4 separate regions of the Zea mays genome follow, and all the other regions are linked to region 2. Evidence: chromatin contacts called from public Hi-C data. All regions are on one chromosome and are shown on one strand. The core of a region is the stretch at or near the end of the contact, and the rest is flanking DNA. Distances in the headings are between cores, read along the strand shown. Region 1 holds the start of LOC103629978 (probable flavin-containing monooxygenase 1). Region 2 holds the start of LOC100282762. Region 3 holds the start of LOC100272654. Region 4 holds the start of LOC100382314 (3-ketoacyl-CoA synthase).

The links. Hi-C and Micro-C count contacts between places; a contact is called where the count stands out from the background.
Region 1: a contact with region 2 is called in a Hi-C map of leaf, with 5 times the contacts expected there. The contact joins the promoter of LOC103629978 here to the promoter of LOC100282762 in region 2. A contact is called at or near these places in 4 of 25 Hi-C or Micro-C datasets (all in leaf).
Region 3: a Hi-C map of leaf shows a contact between it and region 2, with 7 times the contacts expected there. The contact joins the promoter of LOC100272654 here to the promoter of LOC100282762 in region 2. A contact is called at or near these places in 5 of 25 Hi-C or Micro-C datasets (bundle sheath, ear, leaf and 1 more).
Region 4: a Hi-C map of tassel shows a contact between it and region 2, with 3 times the contacts expected there. The contact joins the promoter of LOC100382314 here to the promoter of LOC100282762 in region 2. A contact is called at or near these places in 6 of 25 Hi-C or Micro-C datasets (bundle sheath, ear, endosperm and 2 more).

What each region holds. Positions count from the first base shown.
Region 1 is chr6:127,995,396-127,998,385 of Zm-B73-REFERENCE-NAM-5.0, forward strand. LOC103629978 (probable flavin-containing monooxygenase 1) reads right to left here and starts at 1,414. Exons shown (of 4, transcript XM_020539476.2): 1 at 766-1,414. The coding sequence starts at 1,236.
Region 2 is chr6:128,134,708-128,137,576 of Zm-B73-REFERENCE-NAM-5.0, forward strand. It overlaps LOC100282762, which reads right to left and starts at 1,441. Exons shown (of 12, transcript NM_001155668.2): 1 at 1,040-1,441; 2 at 435-596. The coding sequence starts at 1,105.
Region 3 is chr6:128,284,562-128,287,902 of Zm-B73-REFERENCE-NAM-5.0, forward strand. LOC100272654 reads left to right here and starts at 1,768. Exons shown (of 2, transcript NM_001147112.1): 1 at 1,768-2,933; 2 at 3,076-3,341. The coding sequence starts at 1,827. The coding sequence ends at 3,327.
Region 4 is chr6:128,367,624-128,370,812 of Zm-B73-REFERENCE-NAM-5.0, forward strand. It overlaps LOC100382314 (3-ketoacyl-CoA synthase), which reads left to right and starts at 1,864. Exons shown (of 1, transcript NM_001175063.2): 1 at 1,864-3,189. The coding sequence starts at 1,903.

The sequences.
Region 1 (2,990 bases), core at 164-2,663, 140 kb before region 2:
AGTTTGACTAGATTTATAGAATATATTAGCAACATTTATATCTTCGAATAATTTTACTATAAAAATAGATTCAAAGATATATCTAATGATACTAATTATGTACTATAAATATTAATAATTTTTTATATAAATATGGTCAAAATTAAAAATATTTGACTCCTCAAAAAGTGAGAATGGCTAACATTTATGGATAGAGGGAGTATTCGTTTTAGCTCTTGATTAAATGGATGATGATGAATCTCGATATATATATATATATATATATATATATATATATATATATATATATATATATATATATATATATATATATATATATATATATATATATATATATATATATATATTAATTATAGTATGAATCCATAAAAATGTAAAACAAATTTTAATTTGGGGGCGGAGGAAGTATGTTCCAGTGCGGATTTTAATTCTAAAGTTTAGAACATGGTCTAAACAGGGTCTAAGACAACTTCAAATTAGGTTGATGATCAGTAACCTCGTAATTACGTGGCACCAGATGAGAATACCTATCTATAAGATAACACCAATGTACCTGTGCCTCAGAAAACGTCGAATAAACAACTAAACACACATGGCCGATTATTGGATTAATGACCAATCCCATGTGCGCATGGACGCAAACACTCGATCTCAATCGCCATTTGGATCCTAATCACACCTCCAAACCAAACATACAGTAATACTATCCCCGACCGTGCAGCGCCTACCACCACATTCCCGCCACCCATACGTACGTCGTCATACCTGAGTGCCGCCGCCCTCCGGTTCGCCGTCGCCGTGCCGCACGGTGAGGTGCCACTCGCCCGTGCCGTCGCCGAACGCCTCGCCATTCCCGGACCAGCGCTCCCACGCCGCCACCTCCTGCTCCGTCGCCCCGACGTAGCTGGCGCCGAGCACCTTGCAGCCGAACCGGACGCGCTCCAGGACGCCGAAGCGCCGCGCGTACGCGGACAGGTACTCCACCACCTCGTCGTGGCGCGGGAAGAGCCCCTCGGCCGAGGCCGCGGACGCCGGCCACGGGAAGTCGGAGAACCGGTAGGCCGACGCCGGCGTCTGCAGCCTCGTGGAGGCCAGCGTCCGATTCCACACGCCGCCGACGGCCTTGCCGGACTCGAAGACCACGGGGCGGAAGCCCTTGGCGAGCGCGTGCTTGCATGCCGCCAGGCCGCTCGGGCCGGCTCCGACGATCGCCACGCGTTTCTTCATTGTGTCCATTTGCTTCCTGTATGAGCTGCCCCTCTTTCACATTTGTGAAGCCCCTTCGTGCGCGTGAATTTGTATGAGCTGCGTTGACGAAGTTAGGACACAACGCCTGTGCAACTTTAATTTCCCTACATTTTCCTCTCGTCCCGTAAATTGTGGGTGAAAGCGACAGAAACTGATTTTTTTGTAGAGGCGGCTATGATAATTTTAGATGCGGTTGACAAAACATTCATATAAATTAATGTACAGCTTAGACTCAAACTTTCTAACCGACTACAAATAAGTGATTTTCAGTGGCAATTATTATTTTTTGAGCGAACGACACCAGATTGTGCTCCGTTCCTATTAATAAAGAAGATCTACAACATGGTACACAAATTAAGGATTTACAAAAGGTAGCATGAGCGCACACGAGCACGCAGAAACTTATTACACTACTGGAATCGTCGCCTTTGCCACCTTAAAAACACTCGGCAAAGGCTTTGCCGAGTGTCGCACTTGGTAAAGAAGGCTCGGTATACAGTGCATCGGCAAAGTCTTCTTTGTCGAGTACTTTTTCTCGGGCACTCGGCAAAGAGGTTTGCCGAGTGCCAGGTAGCACTCGACAAAGAAAAGTAGCCGTTACGGCGACGGGTGACGCAGACGGCGTCTTTGCCGAGTGTCCCGGGTGACACTCGGCAAAGGAGTTACCTTTGCCGAGTGTCTGCTCGGTAGCACTCAGCAAAGAATCAATATTTACCGAGTGCCACTTGGGACACTCGGCAAAGAACCCGCTAGGGAGGGTCCCCATGTCAGGTTCTTTGCCGAGTGCTATGTACGGCACTCGGCAAAGCGTGTCTCTTTGCCGAGTGTCAGAGACATTACGGGGCTGTTTGGTTCGTGGCTAAATATGCCACACTTTGCCTAAGGTTAGTCGTTCGAATTGAAGAACTAACCTTAGGCAGAAAAGTTAGGCAAAGTGTGTCAAGTTAGGCATCAAACCAAACAGGCCCTACACTCGACAAAGAACCTATACCGGTGCCCAGGTCTTAGTTCTTTGCCGAGTGCTATGGTCTTGACACTCGGCAAAGAACCTCTTTGCCTAGTGTTACACTCGGCAAAGTGACCAATGGGCACCTTTTTTTTATTTGTTTTTCATATTCCATCCACACAAACAAAAGATATCACATATATATCACATATATACAGCACAGATATCATCACAAACATAAATAGCCAACACAAATATAAATATCCATCACAAACATAAGTGTTCAACACAACTATATCCAACACAAACATAAGTCTCATACGTCTTAAGCTCTGACATAAGTATCCAACACAAACATAAGTATTCTACACAAGTTCTGAAGTCTAAACACTGAAAATATAACACTCATGGAGGTGGGCGGTTCGACTGGTGCTGCGTTGGGCTGAACCCTTCCGGAGGGTTGTTGGATGCCGCCCCAGATTGGCCCTGCACAGAGAAGAGATTGCATGTGTTATATCAGGTGCATTACCAACATCTAACTACAATTTTGATACTCACAGGAGTATGGAAGAGAGCAGGGTCAATTGGAGGGAACAATGGAGGTGGCGGAGCGATGCCCTGTGTGGCGCCAAGGCTCTGCATGTACTGGAACATCTCCGCCATCCTCTGATGATCTGCCAGGCGAGCCTCCCGCTCCGCCATAATCCTCGCCTCCATCTCGTGACGTTCTCTCCTCTCTTCTTCTAGTTGAGTCTATAATATTACAAGCCAACGTTATAGTAACTCAAAGAGAAGG
Region 2 (2,869 bases), core at 191-2,690:
CTCCATTCTGGAAGACAAATCAATCGGGGATACAGAATTGAGGCGATCAAACAACACTTTGCGGGACATTCAAAGAAGACATAATTTTACAATTTACATGCAAATCGTCAAAGAAACCAGTCACAATGCCACATCTCAGGCAAATGACTGCACCATCTAGAACACTAGCAGAAGTAAACAAGACAACAAGCTATTATAGGTAACGTATGAACACCATAAGGCAGTGAATAATCATAACAACTAATATTTTACTAATAATCCATCCATGTAGCAATAACAGTGGGAGTAAAAATAGGTGTGAAAATGAAATTAACACAACCAACCTAAAACACTCAAATATGGCATGATTTACAAACAAACCGATCACACTTTACAGTTAAGAACCAGAATATTGAATACATTGCTGATGGGATAAGCCAGAGAACATCAAATACCTTGGACAGCATTATAACAAGGAAGCTGTTCTCAGCAACTCCGTTGCTTTCCAAAGTGGTCTCATCCTTCAGAATTTTCCCTTGGTATATGAGCATTTGCTGGTCTGCTGGGTAGGTACTCTGACCCTGAGTAGTTTCGATGATCCTCTTCACCTCAGCAACCTGAAAATACAAGCAGTGAGTAGGCTGCACGACTAGAGACGTTGCCGAACAACATAAATCGAACACCACGAAATGGTGAAACATCCGTCTGTACAGCAACCGAGCAGCATTACTGTGATGATTACAACGAACGCACCCTACCACAACCACAGCACCCAAACTCCAACCAACGACAAACCCTAGACCATGTCCCATGTGAGAAACTGAAGCTCATAATTCAGAGAACCAGAAGCAGCGGGGCCCATCGCCCGCCGACTGGACGACCCCAAAACAAAAACCCTAGATTCAGATCAAAGCCCTCTGCGCTACCACCGGCCGGACGCGCAATCACTGAACCAGACCACCGCGATATCGTACGGAGTCGCACCGGAATCGAGTGAAACGGCCGAGAATTGCACGGAATCGCTCGGATTGAAATCAGAAGGATGGAAAGGGGGCCGTACCGACGCATCGGGGCTCGCCTCGATCTCGAAGTTGGTGCCCTTGAGGGTCTTGACGTTAAGCTTCATTTCGCCCGCCGCCTCCTGAGTCCACTCACACTCTCCCTCCTCGCGCCGCTTCGAGGTGGAAGAGGGTTAAGGGTTTCAACGCCTCGCCTTGGGGATTTCGACCTCGCGAAGACGACGAGAGCGCACGGGGAAGCGAAGTTAAAGGCGAAACAATCCGAAAGCTGCAGGCTAGAAAACCAGCGCGTGGCGCTCGGGGCCGACCTAGATACTCTCGCTGTCCCGTGGGGTCGCGACAGATAGACCCTCAGCATTAGTGAAAGGGGCAGGTTCGGATCGGTGGGAGGCAGGCGGGAGTGGACAGTGGTGACGAGGCGCTGGAGCTCCACTAGGTAGACTTCGATGAAATTATATTTGTTTTCGTATTTTTATTCGGATTTAATTCGAATACGGATAGTTTCGAATACGAATACAAATATGAATGTTCTTAATATAAACGGATAGTTGTGAGTCGAATACGGAGCTAGTCAGACACGGATAGCGTCGGTAACGAATATTTTTGTCGGATATCGTGTAAGACACCATTTCATTAATTTTTTAGGCTATTTGTATATTATTATTTTCTTTCAGTAGAAAATCATCAAAATGCAATTAAATCCATAAAATATTCTAATGTCGACCGAAAATGGTAAATAAATTACCAAAACTAATAAACATCATATAAGAAAATAACTGCACCTCCACATGTGAAAATGATAAAGTGAAGTATTGATTATGTTAAAATTCGAATACTTAAGGTGATTTCACATGTAACTCACGCAACAAGTGAAAGTGAATTGAAAGAAACGATGACAATCTTTGGATTTTATGGCCAAAACATTTTTGAGGATGCTATATGGGCATATATTGCCCCTCCGTCAAATTTCATGAATTTCTGAGACTATTTGTGTATTATTATTATTATTATTATTATTATTATTTCTACAAAAAAATTATCAAAATTCAATTAAATTCATAAAATATTCCACTGTCGACCGAAAATTAAAAATAGGTTACCAGGACCAATAGACATTATATAAGAACATAACATCAAGTCCCCATATGAAAATGATAAAATGAAGTATTGATTATGTTGAAACTTGAATATTTAGGGCGATTCCACATGTAATTATCCGAATATCCAAAATCTGAAATCTAGTAAGATATCTGGGAAGATGTCCGGATATCCGAAATCTGAAATCCAGATAGGTATCCGAGAAGATATCCGGATATCCGAAATCTGACGGATATCAGTCATCTCATATCTGTATCCAATATCTGAATTGTATTATCCGAATTTGAATCTGAAATCCGAAAAATATGCGGATATCCGAGAAAAACTATCCAGACGGATAATTAGCTTCTTCGGACGGATGGATGCTCGGGTAATATTCATACCGTTTACACCCCCTAAGCTCCATTGTCGCGATGTGTAGGCTAAGCGCAAGAGAGGCACGTGGCGGGCATCGAGTGGAGCGACGCCGGTTGTGTACTAGCGTGGATGTTAAGCTGTAAACAAGCGACAAAAACTATAGATGGCACTGTTTATAAAGTGAAGCTTAAATAAGAGATTATTAGGAGATAAGACAAGAGATCTATTGGAGATAGCATTAAAATACTTATGTTGGGGGCCTTCATCTTCCGAAGTTCTTCAAAAACATGGCTAACCATTTGTTATCAGCATATTGCTAAGTATTACAGGAGCTGCGGAACCAGAATAGCTTCGACGCAGAACGGTGGAATGGAAACAAAGGTAGCTTCGTTATAACAACACTAGAAAATGATACA
Region 3 (3,341 bases), core at 518-3,017, 150 kb after region 2:
TTCGCGCAAAATTCGCGCGCTACGCGGTTGTTAGGAATCGAACCGTAGACCTCACCCTCGCGCGTACCCTCCACTACCACTCCGTCTATGACATGACTTGTGTCTAGTTTATAGTTGTTTTCTCCACATATTACAACCATTTGAGTGTAAATTGCTTATTTGAGACCCTAAACGAATTCAAATAAAAAAAGTTGTCAACTACAAAGATAAATAACTTTTGAAGTTCTACAACTTTTATTTTGACACTTTTTTCATCCGAGGTAGTTTGCAAAATTTGAATTTTAAATTTGACATACTTAGATTCAATTTTTGAGAACCGAAATGAGTTCAAATAAAAAAGTTGTCAACTACAAAGTTTCATAACTTTTAGAGATCTACAACTTTTATTTTAGTGGTTTTATCATACGAGGTCGTTTGAAAAACTCGAAAAATTAAGGATAAAAATGATTTCTAGTGGCGGTTCCTTAAGAAAACCGCCACTAGAAATCGTATTTCTACTGGCGGTTCCTTAAGAAAACCGCCACTACAAATCATGGATTTCTACTGGCGGTTTTCTTAAGGAACCGCCAGTAGAAATACGATTTCTAGTGGCGGTTTTCTTAAGGAACCGCCACTAGAAATAACATAGTCGGTGGATAACCGGATCCGTCTGTAAAAATATATGGGTGCCGCAGGCTTTGAGCCTTTTTGTACTAGTGTTTAGCTCGTTTGGACTTTTGTGTGTGTGTGTCAACCTTACACCAAACCAATCAGGAACCATTCGGAAAATGAATTTACCAGAAAAGCTCAACGGATGGGAATGTGGAAATTTTGGTGATATGTTATAATATAGATTAATTCTTAAGTCATGTTATAAGAGTCAAGTTATACAATAGTTGTCATCTATTGTATCATCCATAAAAACTTCTTTTATTGTTAAGTGACACGAAATCTCACATTCTTTTTCCTATTCCTTCTCGCGCTTGCATCGGAGCTAAGCTCTCTTTTCCCTTCCCATCTATCTATTTTGTATCGATAAAAATATTGATTTGTTTGAGTATGTATCAATTATTATATATACTTGCTCCAACTAGCTATACAAATTAAAAATTAAAAATCATTTTAGATAATTTATAGATCCATACAACACTTGATGTATACGTTTTATACACATGTGTCTACATTGATCATCCATATCTATATAAACATCAAAAATAAAAGCTAAAATGAATACTCTCTCCGTTTCAAAATAGTATCATTTGTACTCCTAAAATTTATGTCGTCTATATTCAATTAAACGAATTTTATTTTGGGATAGATGGTTTACTATTTTGAGACGAAGGGAGTACTTCATAATGTAGGTAATTAAAGACGTACTTGTGATAACTAGCTGTGGGAAAATGAGTCCAAGAAAGACTACTATCCTTGCCCGCCCGGTCCACACTACACAGCCAGCCGGAACCCACAGCAACCGTGAGAGCGATGGGCCGGATGGGGAAAGGGCTGTAGGCGTTGCGTAGCTAAACGTGGTGACCCCACTGGAAATCCAGTCGGCGCCAATCACAAGCGCCCGCGCCGGATGCTGCGTTCCTTCGACCAATCACGTCGCAGATAAGACATGCAGGTGGGGCTCACCGTGACACGAAAAGTGCAAAGTGCACACGGTGGGTCCGAAAATCGGTTGTACAAAACCGAATCCCGCGATATTTTCGGCACACATTTTTCTTCTAAAATCTACAGTACACTACATACAAACTCTAGACTGTACGTCGGCACATGTGAATACATTGAGCGTACAAGCGGCCATCACTGAGTAGCAAGATCGTTGCACACCGCTCGGAAGAGAAATGATTGCCACGACCCGCGGCAGCTCGGCGAAGGCGGCGGCGGCGGTGGGCGGCAAGGCGGCGCGCGCCTGTGACGGGTGCCTGCGGCGGCGGGCGAGGTGGTACTGCGCGGCGGACGACGCGTTCCTGTGCCAAGGGTGCGACACGTCGGTGCACTCGGCGAACCCGCTCGCGCGGCGGCACGAGCGGCTGCGCCTGTGCCCGGCGTCTCCGCTGCAGACGCCGCCAGATCGCTCGGCGGCGGCGGCAGCGACGGCGACTAATAAGCGCGAGCGTCACGACGAGGTGGCGGTGCCCGCGTGGTTCGGGCGCAAGGCGCGAACCCCGCGCGGCGGGCACGCCAAAAGCGTCGGCCAGGTGGCGTTGTCGCGGCGCCTCGTCGTACCGCATGCGGCTGGCGGGGACTCAGACTCACCCGATGAGCGAAACGGCGGCGAGGAGGAGCAGCTGCTCTACCGCGTGCCCATCCTTGACCCCGCCCTAGCCGAGTTCTGCTCGCCCCCGCCTCTCGAGGACGCGGCCGGTCTCGCTCTCGACGCGTCGGTGTGCAACGAAGACGGCGCCATCGAGGACCCCGCGAAGCCGGATCCTGCGGCGCCGCTGGCCCAGTTCTGCCCCGTCAGCGGCCATTTCAACTTCGGCCCGACCGACGCCGAGCTCAGGGAGTTCGCCGCGGACATGGAAGCCCTCCTCGGGCACGGCCTGGACGACGGAAACGAGGAGGACTCGTCGTTTTACATGGAGACGCTGGGCCTCCTCGACCCAATGGAAGTGGGCGACGATGCCACGCAAGTCAAGGTGGAGACCGACGGCAGCAGTGCGTGCTGCGAAGCCAGTGGCACGCTGGCCTGTGGCCTGGAGCTGGACTTAGAGGCATCTGACGAGATGCTGGACATCGACTTCGACTACGCATCGCCTCAGGACACGGCGACGGACGAGAGAGCCGCCAGCAGCGACACGGGAGCCGACGCCCAGTTCTTGCAGACGAGCCTCTCGCTCACCCTCAACTACGAGGCCATCATCCAGAGCTGGGGGAGCTCGCCGTGGACCGGTGGCGGTGAGCGACCACACGTCAAGCTCGACACCAGGTGGCCCCACGACTACACGGTACGTTCGCGCGCCGCACAGCACACGTTCGCAAACACACACAACCATCGACCACGGCGTGTGACATACTGACATTGCGTGCATGCGCAGGTTCAGTTGAAGTGATTGTTAACGTCGAATTCGATTTTGGTTGTGCATACAGAACATGTGGGTTGTGGGAGGAGTGGTCGGCCACGGCGGCGAGGACCTGCCGGGCACGCCTAGGCTGGGGATGGACGGCGGCCGGGAGGCCCGGGTGTCGCGGTACCGGGAGAAGCGGAGGACGCGGCTCTTCTCCAAGAAGATACGGTACGAGGTGCGCAAGCTCAACGCCGAGAAGCGGCCACGGATGAAGGGCCGATTCGTCAAGCGTGCTACCGCCGGTGGCAGCCTCGCCATCGCTGGCCTCGCTTAATGCCGCCGGCTTGC
Region 4 (3,189 bases), core at 614-3,113, 230 kb after region 2:
TAAATTCGTCATAGCTTAGAAAAATATGAAACTAATTTTATTATTTTCCTAAAATCAAGATCTATCCAATGGTGTATACTTTCGAATTGTTTGAAACTTTTATAAATCTTATTTATGTTTTCTTACTTGTTACTACTCTTAATACATATACTCATAATTTGTACGAGAACTTAAGAGGTACTAAGGGTCTGTTTGGTTGGGCTGTGCCTGTGAAAAAAGTTGCTGTGGGCTGTGAGCTGTGAAAAAAGCTGCTGTAGGCTGTAAGCTGTTAAAAAGCTAAAAACCGTTTGATGGAAACCACTAAAAGTCGTTAAAAATTCTTCAATATATGTTTTCACAGTTACATCCGAAAAGCCACTAAAAGCAGGTCCAAAGGTGCTTTCAGATTTACACTACGAGAAAGTCGGCTTTTAGAAAAAGCTGATTCCTGGATCCAGCCCTTTGGTTGGCTTTTGGTTTTTAGGAGGGCAAAAGCCAAAGCCAAAAGTCAAACCAAACACACCCTAAGAGGATACTAATTATATTACTATGCCAAATAGTAGGAGTGCAATTAGAATGTAAGTGTCGTATCATTATAGATTCTACTTTATTTAAATACATAATTATGATTTTATTATTGTATGACTTCTTACCTTATATATTTATTGTGACCTCCTACCATAATATTATTACTATTTTTTTATAAATGTATGACTTGCGTGAATTTTTTAAGTCAGTTGAGGGCACATGTTACAACTTTTACCGATCGTATTTTAGATTTCCATCGTAACTGATACAATTTTCATACTGAACTTTCGTTTCCAATATTTCTGAATTACCGATATAGTTTTCGTTTCTGAAGTTACCGCTTTCGATCTCGTTTCCGAGAAAAAAATATGAAAACAAAAATAATTTTAGTGTTTACTGGTCGTTTTCACCTCTACGCACAAGTGCGTCCTCTAGAATCGACGTGGTTTACATTTGTATATCTGTCCTCTCAATTCGTGATTTGGTGTGCATATTCTCTTCTCCTTATATAGATAAAGGATTACGGTCAATTGAACCTGCAATCAATCTAATCAAACCAATTTATCATATTTACCTTATTTGCATTGTTCTTTCTATTACTTAGGAGTAGGAGTAATCTAGCCTTTGTCTAGCCCTATTTTAGCCTTTCTCGACCTATTTCTTCAGTCTTCACCACTGTTCGGCTCTACGTTGACCAGAGGCGTATTGGGTGGTCTGCCGACCCCAAGACAATCCCTGGAACTCTCCTCCTCGACAGGGGTCACTCCGGGGAGGCACGATTTAGGTTATTCGCGGAGAAGAAGACCCTCTACGCACGTGTGAACAGTTCGGTCCATAGCACGGACCACCAGCAAACGCACATGGAGAAGCCACTCCTGTAGCGAGGTCGTGGACCGTCCGCGCTCCCGTAGAGAGCGCCGTAAGACGGTTCATCTCTAATGATTGGCGTCCAAATTAGTGTTCGTTCATCTCTAGTGATTGGCGTTTAAATCGGTGCCAACAGTACTATACTGTAGTACAAAAATAAATTGCCACAAAACACAAAAAAAGGTTAAGATTTGCTAGTACACATGTACGTTCCAATTGTGTAGGATAATTTCAAATTTTCGTTTATGGCTTTGCTGCCCTCGGGGTGATGAGATGAGAGTTCATCAGTGCGTACAAGCAAGGACTTTAATTAGCGGCATCATTTCATCAGATTTATCGGTGAACGATGCCAATGCAGCAGCTCGCTAGCCTGGGCGAATAAAGACCTCCGTGGCCCACCAACATGCGTCGATAATTCCCTCGCTGATCCCACCGGCTTTAAAATCCTACCCTCCCGCTCCCAAGATCACTCTCACTCTCACGCACACACTCCACAGTGCCACTCGTCTCGCTCGCGCAGCAGACAGCATGGGTTCGTCGGCGGCGCTTCAGCCGAAGCAGCTGTACCAGCTCGTGGTGAACAACTTCGTCGCCGTGCTCGCTGCGCCGCTGGCCGTGGCGGCCGTCGTCAATGCGGCGCGCGTCGGGCCGGACGAGCTGCTCGGCAGGCTGCAGGCGCTCCGGGCGGTGCACGTATTTCTCGCCGTGTTTGTCGCGGCCGCCACGGCGATACTGTACGTCCTGCTGCGGCCCCGGGCCGTGTACCTGGTGGACTACGCCTGCTTCCGCACGCGGCCCAACTGCCGCGTCCCCTTCGCCACCTTCCTGGAGCACGCGAAGCTGGTGACGTTCGTGGAGGGGGCCTCCATCGACGAGCGCAGCGTCCGGTTCATGACGCGGCTGCTGGAGCGGTCCGGCCTCGGCGAGGAGACCTGCCTGCCCCCGGCCCACCACTACATCCCGCCGTACCGGAACATGGAGGCCTCGCGCGCGGAGGTGGAGCTCGTCATCTTCTCGGCCATCGACGACCTGCTCGCGAAGACGGGCATCAGCCCCAGCGCCATCGACATCCTGGTGGTGAACTGCAGCCTCTTCGCGCCCGTCCCGTCCTTCACGGACATGGTGATCAACAGGTACGGGATGCGGCCGGACGTCCGCAATGTGCACCTGTCCGGGATGGGGTGCAGCGCCGGGCTCATCTCCGTGGGGCTGGCGCGCAACCTGCTGCAGGTGGCGGGCCGGGGCGCGCACGCGCTGGTGGTGTCGACGGAGACCATCACCCCAAACTACTACGTGGGCAAGGAGCGCGCCATGCTCCTGCCCAACTGCCTCTTCCGCATCGGCGGCGCCGCCGTGCTGCTGTCCACGTCCCGGTCCAGGGCCCGGTTCCGCCTGGCCCGCGTGGTGCGCACGCTGACGGGCGCCCAGGACAGCGCGTACCGGTGCGTGTTCCAGGAGGAGGACGGCGAGGGCCACCGCGGGATCAACCTGTCCAAGGACCTGATGACCATCGCGGGCGACGCGCTCAAGGCCAACATCACCGCCATCGGGCCGCTGGTGCTGCCGGCCTCGGAGCAGCTCCTGTTCGCGCTGTCCTTCATCGCGCGGCGCGTGCTGAACCGGCGCGTGAAGCCGTACCTCCCGGACTTCCGCACGGCGTTCGAGCACTTCTGCATCCACGCGGGGGGCCGCGCGGTGATCGACGAGCTGCAGCGCAGCCTGGGCCTGTCGGACGAGGACGTGGAGGCGTCGCGCATGGCGCTGCACCGGTTCGGCAACACGTCGAGCAGCTCGGTGTGGTACGAGCTGGCGTAC